2 separate regions of the Macaca mulatta genome follow, and region 1 is linked to region 2. A link is a contact called in public Hi-C data. All regions are on one chromosome and are shown on one strand. The core of a region is the stretch at or near the end of the contact, and the rest is flanking DNA. Distances in the headings are between cores, read along the strand shown. Region 1 holds the start of LOC114670824. Region 2 holds the start of ALG10 (dol-P-Glc:Glc(2)Man(9)GlcNAc(2)-PP-Dol alpha-1,2-glucosyltransferase).

Evidence for each region. Hi-C and Micro-C count contacts between places; a contact is called where the count stands out from the background.
Region 1: a Hi-C map of fetal cortex germinal zone shows a contact between it and region 2, with 4 times the contacts expected there. The contact joins the promoter of LOC114670824 here to the promoter of ALG10 in region 2. A contact is called at or near these places in 2 of 14 Hi-C or Micro-C datasets (fetal cortex germinal zone and fetal cortical plate).

The regions. Positions count from the first base shown.
Region 1 is chr11:36,903,070-36,908,372 of T2T-MMU8v2.0, forward strand. It overlaps LOC114670824, which reads left to right and starts at 1,316. Exons shown (of 2, transcript XM_077953186.1): 1 at 1,316-1,748; 2 at 4,958-5,240. The coding sequence starts at 1,392. The coding sequence ends at 5,044. It overlaps CPNE8 (copine 8), which reads right to left and starts at 2,795. Exons shown (of 20, transcript XM_077953184.1): 1 at 2,664-2,795.
Region 2 is chr11:36,317,006-36,322,254 of T2T-MMU8v2.0, forward strand. It overlaps ALG10 (dol-P-Glc:Glc(2)Man(9)GlcNAc(2)-PP-Dol alpha-1,2-glucosyltransferase), which reads left to right and starts at 3,035. Exons shown (of 3, transcript XM_001086837.5): 1 at 3,035-3,344; 2 at 4,539-4,736. The coding sequence starts at 3,174.

The sequences.
Region 1 (5,303 bases), core at 66-2,565, 580 kb after region 2:
CCGTCGCTTATCTCCTTCTCAAAATCGTCTACAATATAGCAGTGATGTTGCTTTATTTACAGGGCAACTAACCGGAAGAACGTCAGGACAACGAGTTTGCAAGTTACAGTCTCTGGACAGGGTTGAAAGTCAGCTTTTTTTTTTTCCTTTTTTTAATTTTTTTAATTTTTTATTTTATTTTATTTCATTTATTTATTTATTTTTGAGATGGAGTCTTGCAATGTCGCCCAGGCTGGAGTGCAGTGGCGCGATCTCGGCTCACTACAACCTCCACCTCCCGGGTTCAAGCGAGTCTCCTGTCTCAGCCTCCCAAGTAGCTGGGACTACAAGTGCCCGCCACCACGCCCAGCTAATTTTCGTATTTTCAGTTAAGACGGGGGTTTCACCATATTGGCCAGGCTGGTCTCGAACTCCTGACCTCGTGATCCGCCCGCCTCGGCCTCTCAAGGTGCTGGGAATACAGGCGTGAGCCACCGCGCCCGGCCGAGAGTCAGTTATTACAAGCACTCAAATGTGTCTGGGCCCGAAAACAAAACAAAACAAAGTCGTGACTTCCCAGATCTTAGGTAAGGCATACATTCGTCTGCAAGGAGGGCCGAAATTTCTACCTATCCGAAATTTCTACCTATCCGGGCAAAAAGCCCGGAAGGGTGGGGGAGAAGCAAGCTGGATGGCTCCAGGAAGTGGGTGGGGAGAAAGCTGCCGAGGTTGGAGCCAACCCTAGCAACAGAAGGTTCGCACACGCCTAGCAGAGGGAGTCCCGGGCCGAAGCGTGCAGCGGTCACGAGCGCTTTGGGCAGTGCTGTCCCCTTCGATTCCGATCATCAGGCAACCATCTAGCCCGGGTTTGGGACGGAAAACAGGCTTGTAAATTGGGCGGCGGCCGGTGTTCTCGCAGCTGAGTCACAGCCCAGCCAACTTTTACAGCGTTTCCCAGAAAGAAAATAAAAAGTCCCAGTCCCGGAGCCCACCACTCGCTTCTAATTCCCACTCCCCTGTGTCACCTGACCCAGGATAACTCCAGCCCCACTGCTGAGATATTTCCCACTCATGGGGCAACTTCTCGCCCGCGCAAAGCCTCGTGGTACCCCGAGCGCTCTCCAAGTGCTACCAACCCCGCAGATAGGAGAGCAGGAGGGAGGCGAAGGGCTGCGTCCTCACCTGCAGGACACGGACACCTCCACTCGCGTGGCCGGGATGGCAGCGCTCAGCTGGTTCAAGTCCCCGATGCCCGCAGTGCTGGTGTAGCGGCTGTCCATATTGGGAGGAGGCGCCTTGCACTTGTCCGGCGCTCACAACCAGAGCTCGGGAGGACTGAGGGCTAGCTCCCGTCAGGCTGGGATGGGGGTTGAGGGTGGAGGCAGAAGAAGGAGGCGGAGGCAGCGCGCAGGATGGGGGAGGGAAGGGCGGAGGCGGACTTCCGCGCAGAGCCAGGAGGGAACCACGAGCCAGTACTGGGTGAAACTGACGCTGCCGGGGAAGTGGCGCGCGGGGCTCCCGGCTTCCCAGCCCCCTTCCGGCAGGCAGGAGCCCAGGCGGCGGACACACTCCGTGATCCCCTTCTGGCTGGAGGGGTCAGGCTTGGTGGACCCAGCAAGCAGCCTGATGGAGTAGGGGGCACCAGACGCAGACCCGTACCGTCCAGGACTGCAAGCCCTCGCCGGCTCTGCGAGCTTTTAGGTTTCGTCTCTACCTCTGCACACCCACACTCGCCTCCTGGGCCGCGACAGCTTCCTCCTGTCAATCAGGTGTGGACGGGAATGTCTCGAAGTTTCCTCGCCTGAGTTGAAAGCTGGAGGTGGGGGTACCTCTGCCGGTTCCTAACTGCCCCGTTATAAGCCCCCCCCCCCACAATTGGTTCTCACCTCGCCCTCGGAGCTCATGGGAGATCCCTCCGTCCCTCCTACTGTGCCCTCAGGCAGATGAGTCTGGTCCTAGCTTCTGGACTGCCCACCGTCGGCCACTTAAGAGTTGGGGACGGTGGGGCATTGTGACGCTCTCCAAACCTTGCAACGCGGTGGCAAAGTGGCCGATCAATATATGGGACAGGTGGGGGCGGGGGGCGGACTCTAAGGAGGAAAGAACAATACTACTTGGGATTTAAGGGAACAATCTGGATTGTGTCTCCCCTTGGTTTTTTGGAGCTTAGAGGTCTAACGGCGACAATCCTCCTACAATAAGGGTTCTTCTGGGTCCCTCGTTTCCAAAGGCATGAAAATTCTGACCTGAAAATGGGGACAGGGGGTGGGTGTCACAACCATATAACGCAGCTCCTTCACCCGACTCCCACCCGCAAGACCTGAGACCTGACGGATTAAAGCAGAGAGGAGTCAGAGTGAGCGCTGCGTTGAGGAAACTGCATTCCAGGGCAGTAAGACTGGTGCCAAGATGCAGTCGCGGCAAAAGCATCCAGAGGTAGATGCGGCGCCCCTCCGTTGCAGAGACCTTTATTCCCCGCGCCTTCAGTCCTGCCTCACCCGAGCGCCTGCGGGTCCCGGGCGCCCGCCACCAGGCGGCGAGGGAGAACAGGACGCGGCGCAGCTGGAAGGCGAAGGATGGAGAGGGGGCGGGTGTCCGCCCGCCAGATTCAGCGCTGCAAGCATGGAGTTTCCAGCTGGTTGGGCTAAGTCTGGGAGGAGCAGTTTTTGCGGTGGAGGACTTACCTTGAGTTGTAACATTTTAATCCACTTGTAGCCCCTGCCTAGAGAATCTGTAGAGGCGGGTGAGAGTGTGTAGGTGCAGTCTCGCTGCTTCCCCTGCCGAGTGTACTTCCCCTGTTTCTATTTGGTTTCCTTTCCTGATTTCCCCACCCACCGCTTTTTCTTTTTCTTTTTTTTCTTCCTCTTGTCCTATTACAAATTAAACTGTACTTTACTGCGATTTGGAAATGCCCTAAAACTCCAGGCATTTCTATTATGCTGCTCAAAATTAATTTGGCATAGAAATCTAGATTTTTTGTTTAAGCTCACCAGATTTTTTACTTTACAGGAGCCTACTGAAGAAATGAAAGTTGAGAACTTTAGTAGTCAACATGTGGGATACTTACTTCTAATTTGTTTCCACTTTAGTGAGATATAACTGATATATAATGAACTGCACATAAAGTGCGTCCCTCATTTGATAAATGTTGACTCATGTATCTCTCCGTGCAGCCATCACCAAAATCAAAATAATGAATCATTCCATCACCCCAAAAATTTTCTTATGTACCTCCTTTCATCACTGAAACAACCCTCTAAGCAACCTCTGATCTTTATGTCACTATAGATGAGTTTGCATTTTTAAAAATTGTGTATGTGGAATCATAAAGCAGGTAGTATTTTTGGTCTGGCTTCTTCTACTAAGCAAAATTCTTTTGAGATTCATCTATGTTAGCATCAATAGTTCATTCTATTTTTTTTAACTGAATAGTATTTCGTTGTATATATGCGCTATAAATTGTCCATTCACCTGTTGATGGACATTTTGGTTGTTCGAACTTTGGGCAATTACAAATAAAACTGATATGAACATATATGTACAACTCTTTCTGTGGACATATGTTTACATTACTTCTGAGTAAGTACCTAGGAGTGGAATAGCTGGATCATATGGAATGTGTATGTTTAACTTTTTAAGAAACTATTAAGGCCAGGTACGGTGGCTCATGCCTGCAATCCCAGCACTTTGGGAGGCCAAGGTGGGCGGATCACGAGGTTAAGAAATCGAGACCATCCTGGCCAACATGGTGAAGCCCCATCTCTACTAAAAATACAAAAATTAGCTGGGCATGGTGGCACGTGCCTGCAGTCCCAGCTACTCGGAGGCTGAGGCAGGAGAATCTCTTGAACCCAGGAGGCAGAGGTTGCAGTGACCTCAGATCACACCATTGCACTCCAGCTTAGCAACAGAGCGAGACTCCGTCTCAAAAAGAAAAAGAAAAAGAGACTATTAAACTTTTTTTCAAAATAGTTTTACTACTTTTCTTTCCCACAACAGTATATGAGAGATCTGGTTGCACACATCCTTGCCGACATTTATTATGGTCTTTTAAATTTTAGCTTATCTAACAGATGTGTAGTAATATCTCATGTGGCTTAATGACTAATGATGTTGAACGTATTTTCCTATGTCTTTTTGCTATATGTATATGTATCTTCTTTGGTGAAGTGTCGTCATATATTTTACTTGTTTTTTATTAGATTTTGGTTTCCTTATTTGTGAGTTTTGAAAATTCTTTATTCTGTATCCAAGACCTTTATCACATGTGGTTTACAAAATATTTTCTGACAGTCTGTAGCTTGTGTTTTCATTCTCTTAACTGTTATCAAAGAGAAAAAGTTTCTAATTTTGATGAATCTAGTTCTTCAGCTTTATCTATTATAAATCAAAATATTGATGTCAAAACTGAGAAATATTTGTCTAATGTGAGATCACAAAAATTATCATCTTCTATACTTTCCCCTAGAAATTTCATAGTTTTAGGTTTTACATTTATCTCTATAATTTATTTTGATTTTTCTAATCAAAGTTCTTATTTTTACACATTGTCATCAGATTTTTCCAGCACCATTTGTTGAAAATACTACCATTTTTCATTGAAAAGTCTTTGCATCCTTTGCCAAAAATTAACATATATCTATGAGTCAATTTTTTAGACTCTATCCTATTCCATTGACCTATTTGTATTTCTTTAAACCAATGCCACAGAGTCTTGATTACTGTAGCTTTAAAATAATTCTTAAAGTCAGGTAGTATAACTTTTCCAACTTTGATCCTCTTCAAAATTAGTTTTTCATTTTTAATCCTTCTCATTTTCATACAAATTTTAGAATCAGCTAGACAAGGTCCACAAAAAGTCTTGTTGAGATTTTCACTGGGGTTGCATTGATTCTGTCAACAAATTAGAGAATAATTGACATTTGGTCCAAATTAATCTTCTGATCTATGAATATTATATATCTTTCCATTTATTTAGGTCTTCCGTAATATCTGTCAGCAGTGGACTCGTGTGCTTAAGGAGAGAGAGATTTGGAAAATACAGACAGAGAACAAGGCCATGTGAAGACAGAGGCAGAGACTGAAGTTGTGCCACCAAAGGCAAAGAATATCAAGTATCGTCAGTAACCCCAGGAAGCTAGAAGAGGCCAGGAAAGATTTTTCTTAGAGACCTTGGAAGGAGCCTGACCCTGGAACACCCTGAATTTAGACTTCTGGCCCCCCAAAACTGTGAAAGAATAAATTTCTGTTGTTTTAAGCAATTCAGTTTGCAGTAATTCATTACAGCAGCCCTAGGAAAAGTAATACATATCGATAACATTTAT
Region 2 (5,249 bases), core at 1,785-4,284:
AGTAGAGCTAAAATACTTGCTAATGCTTTTGTACTAAACTGTGTGTGTTTTTTTAATTGATTCATTAATTTTAAAAATTTAGATTTTAGATTGATATGTTAAGATTGACCTCAAGGGTAGAGTTGCATTTTAGAGGTTATCATCTGTGATTTTGGCCCAGGGTGCAGTACTCTGCTGTAGCTAAAACAAACGAATTGTCACCTAGAAATGAGTAAACCATCACTATGATTAGCAAGTGGCCAATGTTTTCATTCAGCAACAAGTGAAAAGGGGTGCAATAAGAGGCAGCATGTTTTGTGGACTAATACTTCAAAGTTATTACAGTTACGGTCTTTGGGGAAATTCACTGTTCAGATACAGCTGTTTCAAACAGTTAAGTATATGCAATGTTATGTGAGTTCATCAAATTAAGAATGTCTTAATTGATCAAAATAAGTTAGGTTATACAGGAGAAATAAAGTCAAAATCTTAATGGCTTATAAACCAAAAAAGATTTATTTCTTGCTAAAACCACCTATCCTTAGAACCCCAACAGAAATTGCCCATTTTTCTGCCATAACTTATCATAATTCAAGTAGCACAAATAAATAGTTGATGTTCAATGATAATGGGATTGCTCATCCTAATGACTCTTTTTCACAAAATAAATATCTACGGAAAATGGGATTTGGAATTCTGAATGGAAAATATAAGTTGAAATTAATGCTGAGCTAGTTTTAAATGATAAGTCTAATAAAATGTAATCTATTTCATTAAAACCGCAGAGGTAGCTATTTTAATAGGTCTTGATTTAGGAGCAGAGCTTTGGAAAGCATTTCAAAATTATCAAAGATGTGATAATCTAAGAGTAGAAAAGCGCCAACAACTTCATTGATTTGCAGATAGTAAAAGTAATTCACTAACAAATGAGTGAAGTACGCTACGAAGAACTCTACTGGGCCCATGGAGCTTCTTAGCATTCTTAGGTAATATGTTTTACATCAATGGTTTCCAAATATGAAGATTATTATTCAGTGATTTGAGATGGCACTCTAGAATCTAGTTTTTCACAATGATCCCCCAGCAAATTTTCATGTAATTAGTCTGTAAGATCAACTTTTTTTTAAAAGATGAAACTCATATTTCAACTTGGTGTATGGAAACAGAGGAGAGTGGAACGTAAATGTAAAGTTATTGCGACCAGTGAAACATTCAGTACAGTATGCATTGTAGATTATTTTAAACTATAAGGCTATGAAGTTATTGTATTACTCTTGGTCTGATGTTCTAATTCCTACACTTGATTCTGACACTAATTTTTTATGTAATTTTAAGTAAATCCTTCATTTTTTAAAAAAACAGCTTCTTTTACAAAATGAATTCAAGTAGATTATTAACAAAGATTCCTAGCAATTCTAAAACCCCATATTTCCTTGAAACTTTCCGTTTTATATAAAGGGATGTGTGCAGCATGTATAGGAGTCAAATGTTTAACATAAACTATTGGTGGCAATTGTTATGAAGAAAAATGGATAGCATAAATGTCTAGTCTTGTTATACTCCCTTTAAAAACTACCCACTTTTCTAGGGTGGGTCAGTAAGCTGCAGAGTATATATATAACACGATTTAGCAGGTCAACAGGTCAGGGGCTAATTACTTGTAGATCACATCAACCTCTTGAAGACCGAATCATCTGGAGATGTGTTACAAGTGACTTCAACAGTAAGTACAGCATGGACTCAATAATAAAATGGGAGATAATGGTTAAAACAAAGCTAAGCATCACATCAGAGTAGGATCCTGACATGATTTTATTCCAGTAATGTAAATGTTCCCATCCTAGCCCTCATTCACCACTACCTCCTCTTATCATTGAGGAAACAGGCAGAGACAGAATGGAAAGGCAGTCAGCTTAATTTAAGAAACTTTCTTAAGTTCAGAAAGACTGAATTAGTTTTGACCCAGAAAAAGAGCTCAATTGAGAACTCTGAGGTTAGCAACCTTAAATCCTGACTCAATTCTGATATATTCCTGCCAAAGGCAACGTGACTGAGGTTACCTGAGAGACAGTTTTTCTGCAAAACATGGCCAACCATGCTCAAGACAAAATTACAACACATAATTTAACTTTGGCATTCTTCAAATTATTTACCTCATCTCCTGTTCCCAACACTTAATCCCAGAATACAGGAATTTGATGATGTCTATATAGCCTATAAAAGTCCACAAATTGAAGTGCCTACTGTGTGAAAGCCATTGGGGGACTACAAACGTAAAGGATATATAATCCCACTAAGATGTTCACGCTTATGATTTAGTAGGAAAAACAGAACACTGCCTTACAGATATTACAGGCACAGAGAATTCTAAAACATCCCAAATTCTAAATATATATATATATATATATATATATATATATATTTTTTTTTTTTTTTTTTTTCCCAAATCCCACAGGGTACTGAGATATGGCTATGAGAGTGCCTTAGGAATGTCAGTTTAACTAAATCCTGTGAGGGCATCCACATTTTGAAAGAGTTCTCTTTTAACCTAAACAAACAAACGAACAAACACTCCTCTCACTTAAGTTCATTCGGCATTGACGGGTCTCTGGTTCTTCAAGTTTTCATCTGAAAGTCTCAGTCTTTGCTATCACAACCAACGCCCCCTTCCTACACTCCAAAGTTGATGGAATGAAAAGTCGTGGAATTGAGGGTTTAATAAAAAGAACAGAAGTAACGGGGGAAAAATGTGTAAATTTTAGGGCTTGGAATTGGAGACGTGGGGAAACGTCGCCACCTTCTGGTAAGTGATGGAAATGAGCAGGAAAAAAGATCCAAGCTGAGAATCGGCTTTTTTTTTTTTTTTTTTTTTTTTCCAAAGCAGCAAGTCACGCACCCCCCGCTTAGGCAAATTCCGAGACCCGCCCTTTCCGGAAGTTTTAACACTCTGTGCGCCCGGGCAATGTGATTGACAGGGTAATCATCCGGTCCGTTACCTAAACCCGTCACTCCGGGAAACAGCGACCCGATCTTTCCGGATCCGCGCTTTCCCAGCATCCTTTGCCTTCCGGTATGTGGCCCCGTCTGGCTAGTCACGTCTAGCGCGCCCATTTCGAGCCCAAGTTTCCAGCTCGGGTTTCCGGGCTCAGAAGTTTCCAGGAGTGGGTTCTTCGGCAGCGGCTGTGGGAGCGGGAATGGCGCAGCTAGAGGGTTACTATTTCTCGGCTGCCTTGAGCTGTACCTTTTTAGTGTCTTGCCTCCTCTTCTCCGCCTTCAGCCGGGCGCTGCGAGAGCCCTACATGGATGAGATCTTCCACCTGCCTCAGGCGCAACGCTACTGTGAGGGCCATTTCTCCCTTTCCCAGGTGGGGTCTCCAACCTGTCCCCACCCCAGGAGAGGCCTGAGAGGTCCCAGCGTCCCCAGTTCCTTCTCCCATCCTTAGACTTAACTCGTCCCGTTCCACCCCACTAGCCCCAGAACATGAAAGAAACTGGGTATAGAATTTTGTTCCTGTCTCTGAGATCTGTGAAATATTTATTAAATGAATGAATAAACAGTAGATCTGTCTCCCAGGAAGGAATGATCTGGGAGAATACTTAATGGGGAACTGAGCGCTCCTGTTGGCAGCTGACGATGTCTATCCCACTTTGTCTTTCCTTGTCTCGGGAGTAAAGGTATTGCGGTGCTCCTTGGAAATACCAGAAAACTTACCTTTAGCTCACCTGTCAAGCACCTCACTATGCATTTTAGGGGTGGGATAGTATGGACTGGAGGGATCTTCAGCTACCAAAAAGTGACCATTTATAATCAGAAATTCCTTCCCTGAGTATTTTTAGTGAACTATCTGTTAACTGGATAAACTGGCAACCAGTCCAGTCACATCATTTTTGAATATATATTTGACTGTGCAAGTATGTACATATAAATATCAAAATAAACATCGCCTGCTTTTCTGGTGACACAATATAGGGTACTGGCTAGAAATATAAAGTCTGTTTCAGAGAAAGATCTGATCTTAAATCATGGTGCTGTGATTTACTACTTTTGTGATCTTGGAGATGTTCTGAGTTTCAGAAATTCAGGTTACCTATCTGCAAAATGACAGTAATCTTTACTATAAGGCATATTGTAACGTTAATACAGAGGGTTTGGCACAATTTCTGTCTCCGTTTATGTTAGCTGTCATCATGGAGCCTGTGGACCAAATGTTTTCCTAAACTTAGAGTCCCAACCAGTGTTTCCATGCTTTTAAAAACTGGAGCATTTGCAGCTTATTTACCAAAATAAAGACTTTTTAAAGAACATTTCTTGGAAAATAGAAATAGATTTTAAGTTGTTGTTTTCTGTTGGTTGCTGCTATCTGAACAATCACTAAGCTGGTCCGGGGGCAAAATATAAGAAAAACGAATCCTGTTTTGCCAAGGACTTACTTAATCTTGTCAGAATAACTTCTCAAAATTTCTGATTGTTGCTAGAGATGAGACGTGGGCTTGACATGTTTGTGTCTGTCTTGTTCATATTACCTCTTGCTTTTACTTCATTTCCTTTCATTTTAAAGTGGGATCCCATGATTACTACATTACCTGGCTTGTACCTGGTGTCAGTTGGAGTGGTCAAACCTGCCATTTGGATCTTTGGATGGTCCGAACATGTTGTCTGCTCCATTGGGATGCTCAGATTTGTTAATCTTCTCTTCAGTGTTGGCAACTTCTATTTACTATATTTGCTTTTCCGCAAGGTACAACCCAGAAACAAGGTATGTTTCAAAATACTTAATTACAAGTTTATGTGTAGTCAGGTCCACAATTACAATGAATTAGTTTAATGAGATTTGGTGAAAAATGTCTTTAACACTTTGTAACTTTGTATTTTTGTATATTATGTAAAGGTAAACATAAATCCTCCGTCTCCATTTTAGAATAAATTTGCATTTAAACACTTGAATAGCTTATTTGTAAAATCTAAAGTAAATATTTGTTAAGTGAGTCAAACCAGTTCAATAAGTACTTACTAAGCTTATTCCATGTGCTAGGCACTGGGACAACAGAGATAAATGAGGCAGTCTTTTTCTTGTAAAATGTATATATTCATTAGGGAAAACACACTTTACCTGAGGACTTTTGATGTGATAACAGTGCAGGCCCTGGAGGTAGATTGCCTGGGTTAGAATTCTCTCCCTGCCACTTGGCAGTTTTGTTACCACCATGGGCAGGTTAACGCTTAGTGGCTCCATATCTTCATCTATTAAATAAGAATAATAATAGAATAA